5 separate regions of the Mus musculus genome follow, and regions 2, 3, 4 and 5 are each linked to region 1. Evidence: chromatin contacts called from public HiChIP or PLAC-seq data. All regions are on one chromosome and are shown on one strand. The core of a region is the stretch at or near the end of the contact, and the rest is flanking DNA. Distances in the headings are between cores, read along the strand shown.

Evidence for each region. HiChIP or PLAC-seq counts read pairs in DNA pulled down with a chosen protein or histone mark.
Region 2: a contact with region 1 is called in an H3K4me3 HiChIP or PLAC-seq map of bone marrow-derived macrophages, with 4 times the contacts expected there. The contact joins the enhancer-like site here to the promoter of Npy in region 1. A contact is called at or near these places in 9 of 39 promoter capture datasets (embryonic stem cells, epiblast stem cells, hippocampal neurons and 2 more), 10 of 484 Hi-C or Micro-C datasets (adipose-derived mesenchymal stem cells, bone marrow-derived macrophages, embryonic stem cells and 2 more), 5 of 115 datasets of contacts at active chromatin or transcription factors (SST interneurons, bone marrow-derived macrophages, embryonic forebrain and 1 more) and 1 of 9 other capture datasets (embryonic stem cells).
Region 3: a contact with region 1 is called in an H3K4me3 HiChIP or PLAC-seq map of bone marrow-derived macrophages, with 2.3 times the contacts expected there. The contact joins the enhancer-like site here to the promoter of Npy in region 1. A contact is called at or near these places in 3 of 39 promoter capture datasets (embryonic stem cells, liver and stem cell-derived epiblast-like cells) and 3 of 115 datasets of contacts at active chromatin or transcription factors (bone marrow-derived macrophages and embryonic stem cells).
Region 4: a contact with region 1 is called in an H3K4me3 HiChIP or PLAC-seq map of bone marrow-derived macrophages, with 3 times the contacts expected there. The contact joins the enhancer-like site here to the promoter of Npy in region 1. A contact is called at or near these places in 3 of 484 Hi-C or Micro-C datasets (cerebral cortex, granulocyte-monocyte progenitors and myocytes), 1 of 115 datasets of contacts at active chromatin or transcription factors (bone marrow-derived macrophages) and 1 of 9 other capture datasets (adipose tissue).
Region 5: a contact with region 1 is called in an H3K27ac HiChIP or PLAC-seq map of SST interneurons, with 7 times the contacts expected there. The contact joins the enhancer-like site here to the promoter of Npy in region 1. A contact is called at or near these places in 14 of 39 promoter capture datasets (the HPC-7 cell line, HPC-7-derived erythroid cells, cranial neural crest and 8 more), 10 of 484 Hi-C or Micro-C datasets (LSK cells, adipose-derived mesenchymal stem cells, cerebral cortex and 3 more), 11 of 115 datasets of contacts at active chromatin or transcription factors (SST interneurons, bone marrow-derived macrophages, embryonic forebrain and 4 more) and 1 of 9 other capture datasets (embryonic stem cells).

What each region holds. Positions count from the first base shown.
Region 1 is chr6:49,821,350-49,823,999 of GRCm38.p6, reverse strand. Npy (neuropeptide Y) reads right to left here and starts at 1,290. Exons shown (of 4, transcript NM_023456.3): 1 at 1,199-1,290; 2 at 215-402. The coding sequence starts at 402.
Region 2 is chr6:50,290,554-50,293,203 of GRCm38.p6, reverse strand. No RefSeq gene overlaps it. Among named protein-coding and RNA genes, the nearest start is that of Gsdme, 30 kb to the right of the region's middle. Within about 2 kb of position 1,298, at least 43 of the 459 cell types and tissues checked have an H3K27ac peak or open chromatin away from gene starts, as enhancers often do. A contact at or near this core is called in bone marrow-derived macrophages, where this site is marked.
Region 3 is chr6:50,213,907-50,216,556 of GRCm38.p6, reverse strand. Gsdme (gasdermin E) reads left to right here. Exons shown (of 10, transcript NM_018769.4): 9 at 134-207. Among named protein-coding and RNA genes, the nearest start is that of Gsdme, 47 kb to the left of the region's middle. Within about 2 kb of position 1,331, at least 10 of the 459 cell types and tissues checked have an H3K27ac peak or open chromatin away from gene starts, as enhancers often do. A contact at or near this core is called in bone marrow-derived macrophages and liver, where this site is marked.
Region 4 is chr6:50,161,832-50,164,481 of GRCm38.p6, reverse strand. Mpp6 (membrane protein, palmitoylated 6 (MAGUK p55 subfamily member 6)) reads right to left here. Exons shown (of 13, transcript NM_019939.2): 5 at 1,747-1,896; 6 at 833-1,060. Among named protein-coding and RNA genes, the nearest start is that of Mpp6, 53 kb to the right of the region's middle. Within about 2 kb of position 1,316, at least 20 of the 459 cell types and tissues checked have an H3K27ac peak or open chromatin away from gene starts, as enhancers often do. A contact at or near this core is called in bone marrow-derived macrophages and granulocyte-monocyte progenitors, where this site is marked.
Region 5 is chr6:49,522,068-49,524,717 of GRCm38.p6, reverse strand. No RefSeq gene overlaps it. Among named protein-coding and RNA genes, the nearest start is that of Gm31226, 110 kb to the left of the region's middle. Within about 2 kb of position 1,352, at least 11 of the 459 cell types and tissues checked have an H3K27ac peak or open chromatin away from gene starts, as enhancers often do. A contact at or near this core is called in SST interneurons, where this site is marked.

The DNA of each region.
Region 1 (2,650 bases), core at 41-2,540:
CTGAACCTTGGGCTTGGGTCTTGGAGAGAAAGTCTAGTGACAAAGACAATGTATCCAGTTTGTGGAGTGTGTACCCAGCTCACATATTTATCTAGAGCTGAATTTATGTCTGATCCTGCCCTATGAACAAGGAGAAAGAAATGATCCCTGATGTCCAAGATCTCCAGAACCGCAAGTTTTCCCGGCTCTAGGTACCAGCCGCGTATGCACCCACCTCTGTCTGGTGATGAGATTGATGTAGTGTCGCAGAGCGGAGTAGTATCTGGCCATGTCCTCTGCTGGCGCGTCCTCGCCCGGATTGTCCGGCTTGGAGGGGTACCCCTCAGCCAGAATGCCCAAACACACGAGCAGAGATAGAGCGAGGGTCAGTCCACACAGCCCCATTCGCTTGTTACCTAGCATCTGTGGATACAGAAGGCTCAGACTTGGAGATGCTGAGATTGCTCGTCTTTGTCCCAATTCCAGCTATCACTCTAGACCCTCATCTAATCCCATCCCAGACCCTAGAATAAAAGCCCAGACTGGGCAGGCGCCACTTCCAAATCTTTAGAAGACCACTTGCCCCGACCTGGATCTTCTGCCCCGTCCACATATTTCAGAAAACTTCCTCCGATTCTCCTGGTGAGAGGCAGAGGTCCCCTTTTCAGAACAGAATTGGAAGTTCTGCCCTCTATCTTAAAGAATGACCACTTTTCTCCTCTCGTTCCTAAATCACCCTTGGAGGAGAAAACTTTTCTTCTGGGTTGCTTTTGATTTGTGTGGCTACAAGCGCTGTGACAGTCGGATACCCAGAGGCTCAGTTCGGATTTTGGAGGCAACAGAGCTCACCGTGCTAGAGACAATACTTGGGGGAATCTCCCACTAGGAGCACACATGCAATCTGGGTTCCTGGTTGTAACCAACCAACCAACCAAACAAACAAACAACCAAACAAAACCCCACCGCTGCCCTGGGATAGGTGTTCCCAGGTTCTTCTCCCTACCCTCAAAAGATAAGAGGCACGGAGGCGGGGCGCCCAGATTGGAGGGTCCCGGGGAAGGGCAGGTGGACAGTAGAACCTGAGTCCAGCAAGTGAAATTTAGGCGCCCCAAAGAGCTGGGTGTCAAGCTGGCAGAGCAAGCTCAGGGGACCGGCTGCGGGGCAAGTTCACTGGCGTCTGGGAGCCCGCGCCCCTGTCCCAGTTGATCCTGGCACTCACCGTGGCGGGCGGGCAGTCGTCGCTGAGCGGCGGGTGCTCTGCTCTGGGTGCCTCTGTGAGAGAAGAGATCCACCGGTGGGATGCGGAGAGCGGGTCGCCCACAGGCTTTTATGGAGCGCCCTTGTCGCGGCAGGAGGGGCCTCGGGGGCAGTCACGCCCGGGTGACTCCCACAGCCACTTCCCGCCCCCAGCGGCGGGGGAGGAGGCTGGAGCCACTGCCGCTCGAGTGGCGGCGTCTGGAGCCACCCACACCCCAATTCTAAGCGGCCCGCTCTGCGGGGAGAAGGGAACAGTCAAGAGTGAGCACCCTCGGAGCCCTCTCTCTATCCCCGACCGTCGAGTCCCGCTAGGGAGATGAAGCGGGACCGCTTAGGTTGCCTGTCGCGGGAATTGTCAGCTCTCTGCGTGCGGGTCTGTAGGGACCTGAATATTCTACTTGGGGAGCATATCTGGGGCCCGCGGGATAACTGCGCGCTCTGGGAGGGAGGCAGGCGAGCGAGGTTTTTCCCGCTCCCGGTGCAGGTGTGCGGGACCGCAAGGTCCCAGTGGCTTCCATAGACCCATTGGATCTACTGGTCTCCCCAAAAGGTGGGCCCTCCCCCAAGCACTCTCCCCAACGCTGCTAGCCGGGTTCGGCCTCAGCCAGAAACTCCCCGAGGCTGCCACTGGGAGCCCGCGGTCCATGAGCTTCTGTATCTAGAGTGGAAAGTGGCGGCGATTCGCACCCCTGTCTGTAAACCCTGTGAAGTCCCGAGTGAGCTTGGTTAGCGTCTGAATGAGCACTTGCTTTCAGATTGAAATGGAGCAGATTAAAAAACCAACACCAGTGTGCTTGTCGCGTTAAACTTGTTGAATAAATATGAACGATATTGAAGTTATGTTTACCAGATAGGGATTTTTACAAGGTACGCTTGAGTAAGTGCCCCTGGAAGTTTGAATCTAAGTGAAATGGTCCATTGCTAAAGTGGAATTTACGCGTTATTTTAAAGCTAAACTAAATGATTTCGTTTGAGTGTCACTTTGCGGGTTGTTTAAATAGTGCTAAATTGACTACTAATAAGAGGGAGAGAGGGAGGGAGGGAGAGAGGGAGGGAGGGAGGGAGGAAGAGAGAGAGAGAGAGTGAGAGAGAGAGAGAGAGAGAGAGAGAGAGAGAGAGAGAGAGAGAGAGACTATGTGATCGAATGATAAACCAGAACAACAATATCCCTCGCAGCTGGAAGACTTCACTTTCCCTACGTCAGAAACCTGCACCAGGGCCACAAACACTGAGCTGTCAGGGCTGCTTTTGTGCCCACATGAGGACATTTGATAAAAGGCAAAGCATCTAACAAGTCCTCTCTGATAAGGAGGAAGGCACACACTACTGTTCAATAATGTAATTATATTTTTGTAGTGAATCAGAGATTCACATCAGTTGAAGCCTGGATTTAGCAGGAGTCACAGGATCTCGG
Region 2 (2,650 bases), core at 49-2,548, 470 kb before region 1:
TGACTTGGGAAGACCTGGGTTGCTGTAGTCTTCTTCCTGGCATTTCCCAGCATTCTCAGCTCTAGGAATAGGCACTAGAAGCCAAAGGATCCCCTACTCCACCCACCTTACTATGCTATGGAAATACTATTTCCTCTGTGTCAGAACATGAAATGGAAGAGTGCTAATTGATTATGCCTGTGTAGTCATACAAATCGTGACTGACCTATGCACGTCCCTCTCTAAGGTGCGTCCCTGAGCATCCAGTGAACTCCATTTGGTTCAAGTTGGTGTGTCCCAGCATTGTTTACAATAGAGTGGTGCTAAAGAATATCTGAAAAGCAGCCTAAGAACTTTGAAATTATTGGCCACTGTTTGCTCATGTTGGTATTAAAGCATCATGATCCAGACAACTGAGGAGACAGTTTGGATAATATACCTCAAGTTTAAATCTTCAGTCACGTTCTTACTATACCCCTGCCATTGTACTCACGGACATCAGTAATGAGCAAGCCAGGACTGTCTCCCCACCTGGCGTTCCCATAACACAGGCCAACCCAACAGATTCAAGAGAATGAGATGAAGGGCCCAGAGCAAGTGTGAAACATGGGAGATTAACAAGACAAGAAGCCCATGCTGCCTCAGTGGCAAATGGAGCTCCCAGAAAGGAGGCCCATCAGGAGTGTGGCTTTGAAGGTACATGCCACTTTGCTAGACAATCCAGAACTGGCTGGAAGAGCTGTCCCTTCCTAGGTCTCAAATCAACCATTCATGTAATGGTTTTAATGAGCTGAGAGGAGGCTCTTCTTGCTGTCATTTAAACTCAGAGACTGAGAAAGATACATTAATTAAGACTCTTTAAATTCGGTTAAGGTCCTCGGAGTAATTTACACGCACACACACACACACACACACACACACACAATTTTTCTCCGGGTATTTCAAACCTAGGCAACCCAGGGCACAGTATTGATCAGCATTTTAGCACCACCATGGGTCTGGGACACAATTGTTCTGCTGCCTAGGAACAAATTTCTTTTGATTCGGTTGCAAAGGAGTTTCACTTCTTGCCCAGGGTGGACACTACAGGTGTGTGCTTCCGTGCCCAGCTATTGCTCAGGAACTTTTTTAAAGGGCTGCACGTAAGGAGGCCCCAGCTGCTGCTGTGATGGAGTCTTGGGAGGTACATTTATGGAGCAAGGAAGAGTTCTAAACCCAGACATTTCTCTGCCTTTAGAAGCCGTGCATCTGGTGGCAAGCTAGTAAGTTAGTCACTCATCAGAGTGTGGTCAGACATTGCCCACATGGTCCACGGAGAGCGAATGGCAGTTCCTCTAAATTGGTGATGAATCTAGAGGAAGTCTGGGTCTCAGCGACAGGGAAGAGATAGGAGGGGCCTGACACCAAAAGCAAAACAACCCATCCTGCTTTGCCCAGGTCATTCTCTGTTCTATCATAGAGTCCTGTTAAGCAGGAGCTGCTGTAGGCTTAGATAAACTGAGATAACTGGTCAACCTACACTATTGAGCTGCCATATCAGCTCTGAATGTTCTACTAGAATGAGAGAGAGGGGGAGAGGGGGAGTGGGAGAGAGAGAGGGAGAGGGAGGGAGAGAGAGAGAGAGGGAGAGAGAGAGAGGGAGAGGGAGAGAGAGAGAGAGAGAGAGAGAGAGAGAGAGAGAGAGAGAGAGAGAGAGAGAGAGAGAGACTCGGGCCAGTGGTACAAAACAAAACAAGTCTTCCATTCTTACTAAGCCACTGGGATTCCTTTGATAACATCATCATGGCCTGCCTGTCACATCAGTACAAATGCCTTTGGTCCACAGATCCTATTTTTCTTGTTGCAGCCTACCATGTCTGAAATACAACCGATCTCTCAGTCTTTCTACAGCCTTAAAAAAAAAGAGGACAAGCCTTTAATCCCAGCACTTGGGAGGCAGAGACAAGTGGATTTCTGAGTTCAAGGCCAGCCTGGTCTACAGAGTGAGTTCCAGGACAGCCAGGGCTACACAGAGAAACCCTGTCTCAAAAAACAAAAATCCAAAAACAAAGCAAAAAAAGAGTCCCCTTGGTCATGATGTCTCTTCATAGCAATAAAACCGTAAGACAGAAGTTGGTACCAGGGACTGGGGTATTGCTATAATAGGCCTGACCGTGTTTTTGTTTGAAGGAATGTGGACTTGGGGACATTGGATTAGGAAAGCAGTAGAGTGCTTTCAGTGTGGCTTAATTAGCCATCCTAGTAGGAACATGGAAGTCAATGGTGCTGAGGGTGATTTGAACTTTGGCCGCCTGGCTCAAGAGGTAAGAAAGATGATGTCGTGAGTGTAGGAGATCCTTTAGGGCATCTCAGTGCTAGTGTCCTGTGAGTAAAGTCAATGGGCAACTGCAACAGCCTGACCCAAGCAGGATGACAAAGGGCACAGACCCATCAGGAATGAAGGTGTGGCTCACTTCCCCAGGAAAAGATCCAAGACCTGCATGCAGAGGATGAAGGAAATAGAGAATGGGTAGTAGAGGAAGGTAGTTATAAATACCATCTAAGCCACATGACCAGTTACAGAAGCGAGGATTATAGTTGACATGAGTACTTCTGTTGTATTTTAAGAATGTATTTATACAAATAATTGTGTTTTCTTTCAATTTCTTTAACACAAATTATCATATTTAAG
Region 3 (2,650 bases), core at 82-2,581, 390 kb before region 1:
CTCACTGCATAGCTCAGGCTGGTCCTTTTGCCTAACCTCTCAAATGATGAGATTACAAGCATGCATCACTGTGCCTGGCTTCTGCAAACTTGTTTTTGACAGTGAAAATGACCTGAATGCATGTCATCTACAGAAATGCCTGATAATGCCACAGTTTTCCTGGGGACTTGCTGCAAACTCCATGTTATTTCTTCGCTGTGCTGCTTGGTAAGGAACCTTCGGATGGGACAGTGGGGTGGAAAGGAATGGGGAGGAGGGATAGGTGCTGGCCAGCTGGTAAGAGCTCTAGTCTCTCAGCTTGAGACGGTGTAAGCAGGTGTCAGCACTAGCACATGGGTACTTGGGAGCTCTGAGGTCCAAAGCTCAAGGAACTGGCTAGCAAAGAAGCTTGGTCTACAGATTCCAGATTTTCCCAGTTTGGAGACAACTGGCATAGCTTGGCCCAGCCAGGCCCAGCAACCGTTGTTGATCACTGTAGTTGTGTGGAATGATTTGAAGGTGCTTTGTGTCACACTTGCCAGGAAGAACTCAGGCCTGCTTTGCCTGGAGGAGACATAGCTTTTCTCTTAAAATATCAGTATAGCTTGGTGCTCTCTGGAAACGGCACTACAAGAGCAAGTGATCAGTAATGAGTCTAGCCCCAGCGTGGACCTAAGTTCCCAAGTTAGAGAGAGGGCAATTAATTAGTAGAGGAACCAGCAACAGGCTATCCCATTACCCAGCTAGTCTCACACAACCTGTGTTTGGGGAAAGGCACACCTGGGTCACTTATTTTAAGGTCTGGTATAGGACCAGGGTCCACTACTATCCCATAGCACTAAGCTGGCCATGCACGGACCACCTAGACAGGACCTACATATGTTCTGTATGTCCTCTGGGAACACCAAACCATATAGGTTGTCTTGGATGTTGTTCTGTATGGAGGAGGTATCAGAAGCTAAGACCACTAGGTACTGATCACACAGCTGGCCAGATTCCATCCAAACTGACCACAGACTCTGTGTCCTCAGGGACAATCAACTATTTGGAGGCATGCCAGCCTATCTGAGAGCAGCTGAGGGTGATGGCTGCTAGTTTGATTATAGAAATGATGTAATTGTCCTAATTGTATGCAGTGATGAGCAAAACAGCTCTGGTCTCTCTCGCAGCACTGAGTGCTCAGCACTTCCAGTCTATTTCTTGAGTATTTAGGGAACAATTAAAGCTATTCAGGAAGTATATAAAGAAGAAACGTGTGCTAAGGGAATCAGGCCCTAATGAACTCACACTACAGTCAGTTCTGGTTCTGACCTTGGCTGCTGTTCCATAACCAGGCAGGAACCAGACTTGGAGTTCCAGAATGGACTGGCAGAGTCCTGCCTGCCTTTCCACTGGCTGCCTCCAGATGCACTAGCCTGTCTTTGGAGGCTGTTCAACAAAGACAAATCCTGTTTCTTTAAAAGATCTTCCTAGGTGCCCTTAGGCAATCCAGGTAAAGTCTACAAATTGGCTTGCTGTTCTCTTAAAAGAGCCAGGCTCCTGCAGGCATGGGGTATTAAATACTTCTTCAAGCAACTGACTTAAAAGAGGATGCCCAATCTACTTGCACTTCTGTTTGAAAGCCCGGGTAACTCTGAAGAGTCTTCCTGATGGGTTCTGGGTGAAGGGTCAGATTTGTTAACCATTTACTGTGAACTGGTAGAAAAATCAGTAGAAAAATCTAGAAAATATTCCAAGTCAGGAATTGCAGAGGCAAAGGTTCTTGGAGCTGGAAACACAATTAACAAATGATAGTACCTACACTTGAGTTCCTTCAAATATTCAAGAAACTCTAATATTGCTGTTTACATTAATAAGCAAAACAACCAGAGGATGGCAGTGGTAGTGTATGTGTGCCCACCACAGAGCAAAGGGAAAAACCTTATATTTTGCAGAACTCTTGAAATTAGAAGAAAAAAAATTGTCTAGAATTCTGAACAATGAGGGGGAGCACCTGTTGTATGTCCCCTGCCCTTCACCAAGCCTGGTACTACCCTGGGAAAAAGAACAGAAAATGGCAGCAGACCTCCTCCTCTTGTAAGCCAGTGACTGCAACTGCAATTGTAACATAGCTTTATGTCTGAAGAACTAGCTTGTGTAAACAGGACTCTAAAGGGAGTGGACACCTGACTTGGGCCTCCCATAATCAGCAGGACTCTTGCCTTGTCAGAAACCTTGGGTCTCGTGCCCACATTAGGTGGAAGGCAGCGCCATCAGAATTCTACCACTTCAGGCTCAGAAGTAGCATAGCCATATACATGGGAGCAGATCTCCTCACCTTACAACCTTGAGGCTGTGGGATGTAGCTGCACTCTAAAATTCCAGCCTCACTTGCACATATCTAACAGGAGCTCACCAATTCCCAGGCAGGTCTGACAATTCCAGGAATCTGGTGGTCAGGGACCCCACTGCCAGTGACACCTGTACCTACCCACAGAGGGAACGAGGGAGCTTTTCCTGTCTACAGTCTCAGCCGCACCCAGGCTTGTAGTTCAGATCACGTCTATGATCTTCAGGTCCATGGCAAATGATGCCATAGGTCTTAGCCTCCCCATTACTTACTCTTTGCATGACCTAGGTATGTTTCCACCTTGGTTTGCAGCCTCAGACCCCAGACATCAAAGGGCAAGCC
Region 4 (2,650 bases), core at 67-2,566, 340 kb before region 1:
AAGGTAATATGGTTAGTTTTAACTGTCATAGCAACAAGAATGAAACTAAAACAGTAAAATCTACCTTTACTTCAAACAATGTTTACTATTTTCTTAGATCTAATTTATCTGTAGAAGAGAATCATGATTAAGTAGTATGTCCTATCTTCTAAGGAATAGCTCAAACCCAGAATGCTATCCATCTCCATCTTTTCTTTTATGGGGTGGGGAGGGGTCTTAGTATGTATCCCAGGCTAATGTTCAATGAGGGGGAAGGGGGTTTCAGTACATATCCCAGGCTAAGGTTCAAATTTGGGGTCCTTCTGTTTCAATCTCCCAAGAACTAGGATTATATCATGATCATTACAAGAGATAGAAAAATCTCTATCATTAGCACATTTTCCTGTTCATTTATTCATTTTACCCAAAATAAATGTGAAATGAGTGAAAACTGAGTGTCCAAGATCATCTTTAACCTAACGTATAAGACACTGTCTGCCATTTAACATATTTCAAAGCATTAATCTGGAGGTAATCTAGACTATACCATCTCAAAGGCCCTAGCGTAATGTTTGAAAAACAAGTGATGTGAAAAATGTTTTCAACAACAGTAAGTTTTTAAAAAGGCTTTATGATTATTCTGACACCTCTCTGCAGGCTGCCCAAATACCAGGGTTCATAATGTTCAAAAATAAATGTCTTATTATTTCCTTTATAGTACTAATATAACATTACATAAAAATTAAAAACTTTACCAAGACAAACTCTTTAGCAAAATAGTAACAATTAAGCACCTATCTAAGTAAGTGACTAAAAAAATATTCTTAATATCATCTAGGAAATTATTACTAACCTGCTGAGGAGTAATAGTATCTCTGTAACTTGGTAAAATTTTTAGGGTGACACTTCCACTAATATTTTTCAATAATTCTTGTAATTCCTTTGGATTGTTTCCAACCTCATGACCATTGACTTCCTTAATGATATCTCCCACGTGAAGCAGACCTTGTCGATCTATCATTCCTCCATGAAGGATTCGGGCGATTACCAGATCATTATTTTCAACTCTAAATGTTACACCCTATAGAAAATTGAAAAAACAAACAAACATGCAAACATCAACGAATACAAGCAAAATAATTCTGAAACCAGGCTGGTGAACTCTGTTCCCATGTCTTTTCCTGTCCAATCTCAATAAAGTGCAGTTGTGATCTCAGAGACCAGCCATTTTAAGGGTTAGCCCTTAAAATCTAGTTGTATTCCACAGACAAAGGGAGCAGTAGAACGTGCTGACTTGTCCTGGTTGCCACATCACTCTTTTTAGGAACCACAAGTAAAAAGTTTAAGAGGAAGTAATTAACTTCACTACTTTGTACTTTTTAATACTTCAGTATAACTTACGTATATGCTTTAAATTTTAAAATTTAGATATATTTAAGTTTATTAAATTTATATACTTTAAAATTTAAAAACAAATTTCTTGGTTTGGTGTTATTATTACTAAACAAACAGACAATTTCTAAAAGGCTGTGAAGAAATAAAACTGTTTTCCTGTTTCCCACTGGTCTATTTATAGCTTCTAAGTCAGTTTAAGGTTTCATTTTGATTACATTTCCTAGGCTACAAGATGGACAGATTGTCTGCTGTGTATTTCTATGAAGGCCAACAAGACTGATGGAAGGAGCAGGGGTGGTTCCCACAGTGTATCAGGAGCAGCCTGGGCAGCGCTACAACTCAGATTAAGACAGCAATCACTTGTCTACTCACCAATGGCTCTCCAGCTTTTTTGTGAATACCGAGAATACGGATGGCATCTACTGGCAATTGATTATTGAGAGAAGGAATATTCATTTCTGGGCTGGAAGGAGGCGAATCATAACACTTTGATGCCACAATATCATGGGCCTCCAGGAGCGACTGTAAGGAGTCAAAACACCCAGTGATTATTAGCTACTGGTGGAACAAGTTGCTAAAAATAATTTATTAGTTCATTATCACTGTAGAGTACTAAAAGTTTCTAAGGACACATTATTAAATTCCCAACATGAATTATGTCAAATACATATATAGTCCTTTTTGAAAAAGTAAAATGAAATCATTTTATTATCATAATATCATATTCAGGTTTTCAGATTTGAAGAGACTAGTAGAATTTAGTCACATATTTTTATTTTAAAGTGTTATGTTCACTGGAAACCAAACCTGGGTTTCAAAACCTGGCAGAGGGAGGTGACAAATTTCCTATCAGCAGGGTCATCATCCTCTTCTGTCTTTACCACTAATCCCTATCTATAAGGTACCAAAAAAAAAAATCTGACTGATTAAAGACTCTAATTTTTATTATGTTGGTATATTAGCAGTATGATATACTTTGGACATGTTCAAAAGGTATGCTAAAATACCTACGAGAAAAATATCAGCGACTTCCATCACTAGTAGGAATTTGCATATTACCAATTGAGGATTTAGTCTATAAAAGATAAACTAAAGGAAGGGAAAAAGAATGAGAAATGGTTCCAGATATAATGTCTCGAATGTATGCTATTGTGGATGATTTTGAGGTAGTTGTCCAGGAATATCATTTTTATAGTAAATATTTTAAAAATTCCTTATCCTAAAGGAGTTAAGTTTTAATTCACTACTTGCAATAACACTAAGTTAAAAAATTTCT
Region 5 (2,650 bases), core at 103-2,602, 300 kb after region 1:
AAGGAAAGGAAAGGAAAGGAAAGGAAAGGAAAGGAAAGGAAAGGAAAGGAAAGGAAAGGAAAGGAGGAAAGAAAGAAGAAAAGAAAAGAAAAGAAAAGAAAAGAAAAGAAAAGAAAAGAAAAGAAAAGAAAAGAAAAGAGAAGAGAAGAGAAGAGAAGAAAAGAAAAGAAAAGAGAAGAAATGAAAAGAAAAGAAAAGAAAAGAAAAGAGGAAAAGTAGAAAATCAAACAAAGTCCAAAAAGCAAAAAGGAGATACAGAAGGAATAAAGACTTTTTCATCAAACCCAGTTCTTTGACCATCGTAGGTAAATGATCACTGAACATATCTCAAGTCTCCAAAGTACACTTTAAAATCAATGATTGTATCAGGGCCTGAAGTTACTAACTGATAAAAGCTATCGATGGCCACCAGGTTCAGATTGCCATGTTATAAACCACATCTTTTCCCAATTTGCAAAAATTCAGTGAAATTTTGTTCAGATCACTACTTAATTTGTTCAGATCACTACTTAGTAACCAATTTGATAAACCCTCCAAGCATAACCTTAAACAAGCTAAAAAAAAAAAAAAAAAAAAAAAAAAACAACAGGGCGAAATGGGATTAATTAATGCAGATAAAGATTATTGTTTAAAGTTTTTAGAACATTTCATAGCAGCTCACAGGATATTACCTAGGTTTTCTCCTAAAACCAAGTGCCATTCCATATTTATCACCATAGCCAAAGCGTAGGCAGGGGTTAGAAAAGATGCAGTGGAAATAAGATTTTATGAATCACAATCAGATTGCAGCTGATGATGCAAGCGGTGACTCAGGCAAGTACCAGCATCGTGACCAAGACCGCGCCTGCACTTCTTATGTGCCGTTCATCATAGCGCTTGTGAGATGAAGTTACCAGCTGATGGCCAGAAATGGAGCCACTATCAGATAAAAATGAATCAGGATGCTCAAGTCAGAAAAGGCAAATAAATATCAAAGCATTAACCTGCACAGTACCTGGGGAGTTATGAGAGCTTGGTGGTAGCAACTGAGACATATCTCAGCATGGAGTTTTTTAACAAATAGTTTACATCCCCCAAAATACCTGTTGTAACCAAAAATATAATTCTGCAGCAATTTTCTCTAAAGTAACTAATCATGGCAACAAGCAAGAAGGAGGAAGAGAGACTGGAAAGGGAGACTGAGGATTCCTCAGGCAGGTATGCAAAAGCACCAGTCTATGACTTCAAGAAAATGCCTTCCTGGCCAGCCAGTATCTCTAAAGCCAGAAACACTCAACTGCAGAAGAGCTGGGCAAAAATCATGTGGCTCTTTTCACCCTCTACCGATGCTGTGAGCTTACTGTCCAGAATTCTTTTCTGTAGAGCAACAGAGGCCCCCAGTGTTTGTTCTTGTCTCCACCACTTGTACTCTCTAACACCAAACTACTTGGGAAAGAGATTTCTTCACCTTGTGCCCAAATCCCAAGAACTTTCATGAAGTGGAAATGTCTAGCTCTTTGGAAAGTTCAGTTTATGTCAAATAATGTTTTGCTGAGGCACACAGGTGAAAGGATGTCTTGCTAAAGCAGACACATGAAAGGCTGTTTTCCTGAAGCAGACAGGTAAAAGGATGTTTGGATATAGCAGACACATGAAAGGACTCTTGATGAAGGTGTACAAATATGACCCCACGGACAGTGGGGGATGAGCCCTGAGCTTTGGCTTGGTTTGCTGTGCCTTGCTATTCTTTGATAACGACCCACATGAATTGGTTTGCCTTACATTGTATTGTTGAGCTTAACCTGTGATAATGCTACCATTGAGAGAAACTCTCCCAAGAACTGCTCGTGAGGTTCCTGCAGCAGCTTGTTGCCTCTGCAGCCTCACCCTAGGCTGGTTGGAAAGCCTGGCAGTTTGTTCAGGTTGAACTTGAGCTGCCTGGTGCTTGCTTGCTGAAAGGATTGGACTGCAGCTGCTGGTTCATGCCTGGTGTCTGCCTACCTAGACAACTGGTCTGCAGCTGCTGAGTCATGACTCAACAGGACTGAACTGCTACCAAAGAAAATCCAGCTTGTCCCCAAAGAACTACTGCTGAATAGGTCCAATTACCCACTTTCCTAATAACTTTTTCTTCCACTACCTCTGCTGGGTGGTGGGCTAGAGGAGAGGTTGAACCCTTATTAAAAGAATGTTGCAGGGGACTAATATCCAATATATACAAAGAACTCAAGAAGATGGACTCCAGAAAAACAAATAACCCTATTAAAAATGGGGCACAGAGCTAAGCAAAGAATTCTCAACTGAGGAATACCAAATGGCTGAGAAGCACCTGAAAAAAAAATGTTCAACATCCTGATGTAATGGAAATGATTACATCAGAGAAATGGAAATCAAAACAACCCTGAGATTCCACCTCACACCAGTCAGAATGGCCAAGATCAAAAATTCAGGTACAGCAGTTGCTGGCAAGAATGTGGAGAAAGAGGAACACTCCTCCATTTCTGGTGGGACTGCAAGCTGGTACAACCACTCTGGAAATCAGTCTGGCGGTTCCTCAGAAAATTGGACATAGTACTACAGGAATATCCAGCAATACCTCTCCTGGGCATATACCCAGAAGATGTTCCAACATGTAATAAGGACACATGTTCCACTATGTTCATAGCAGACT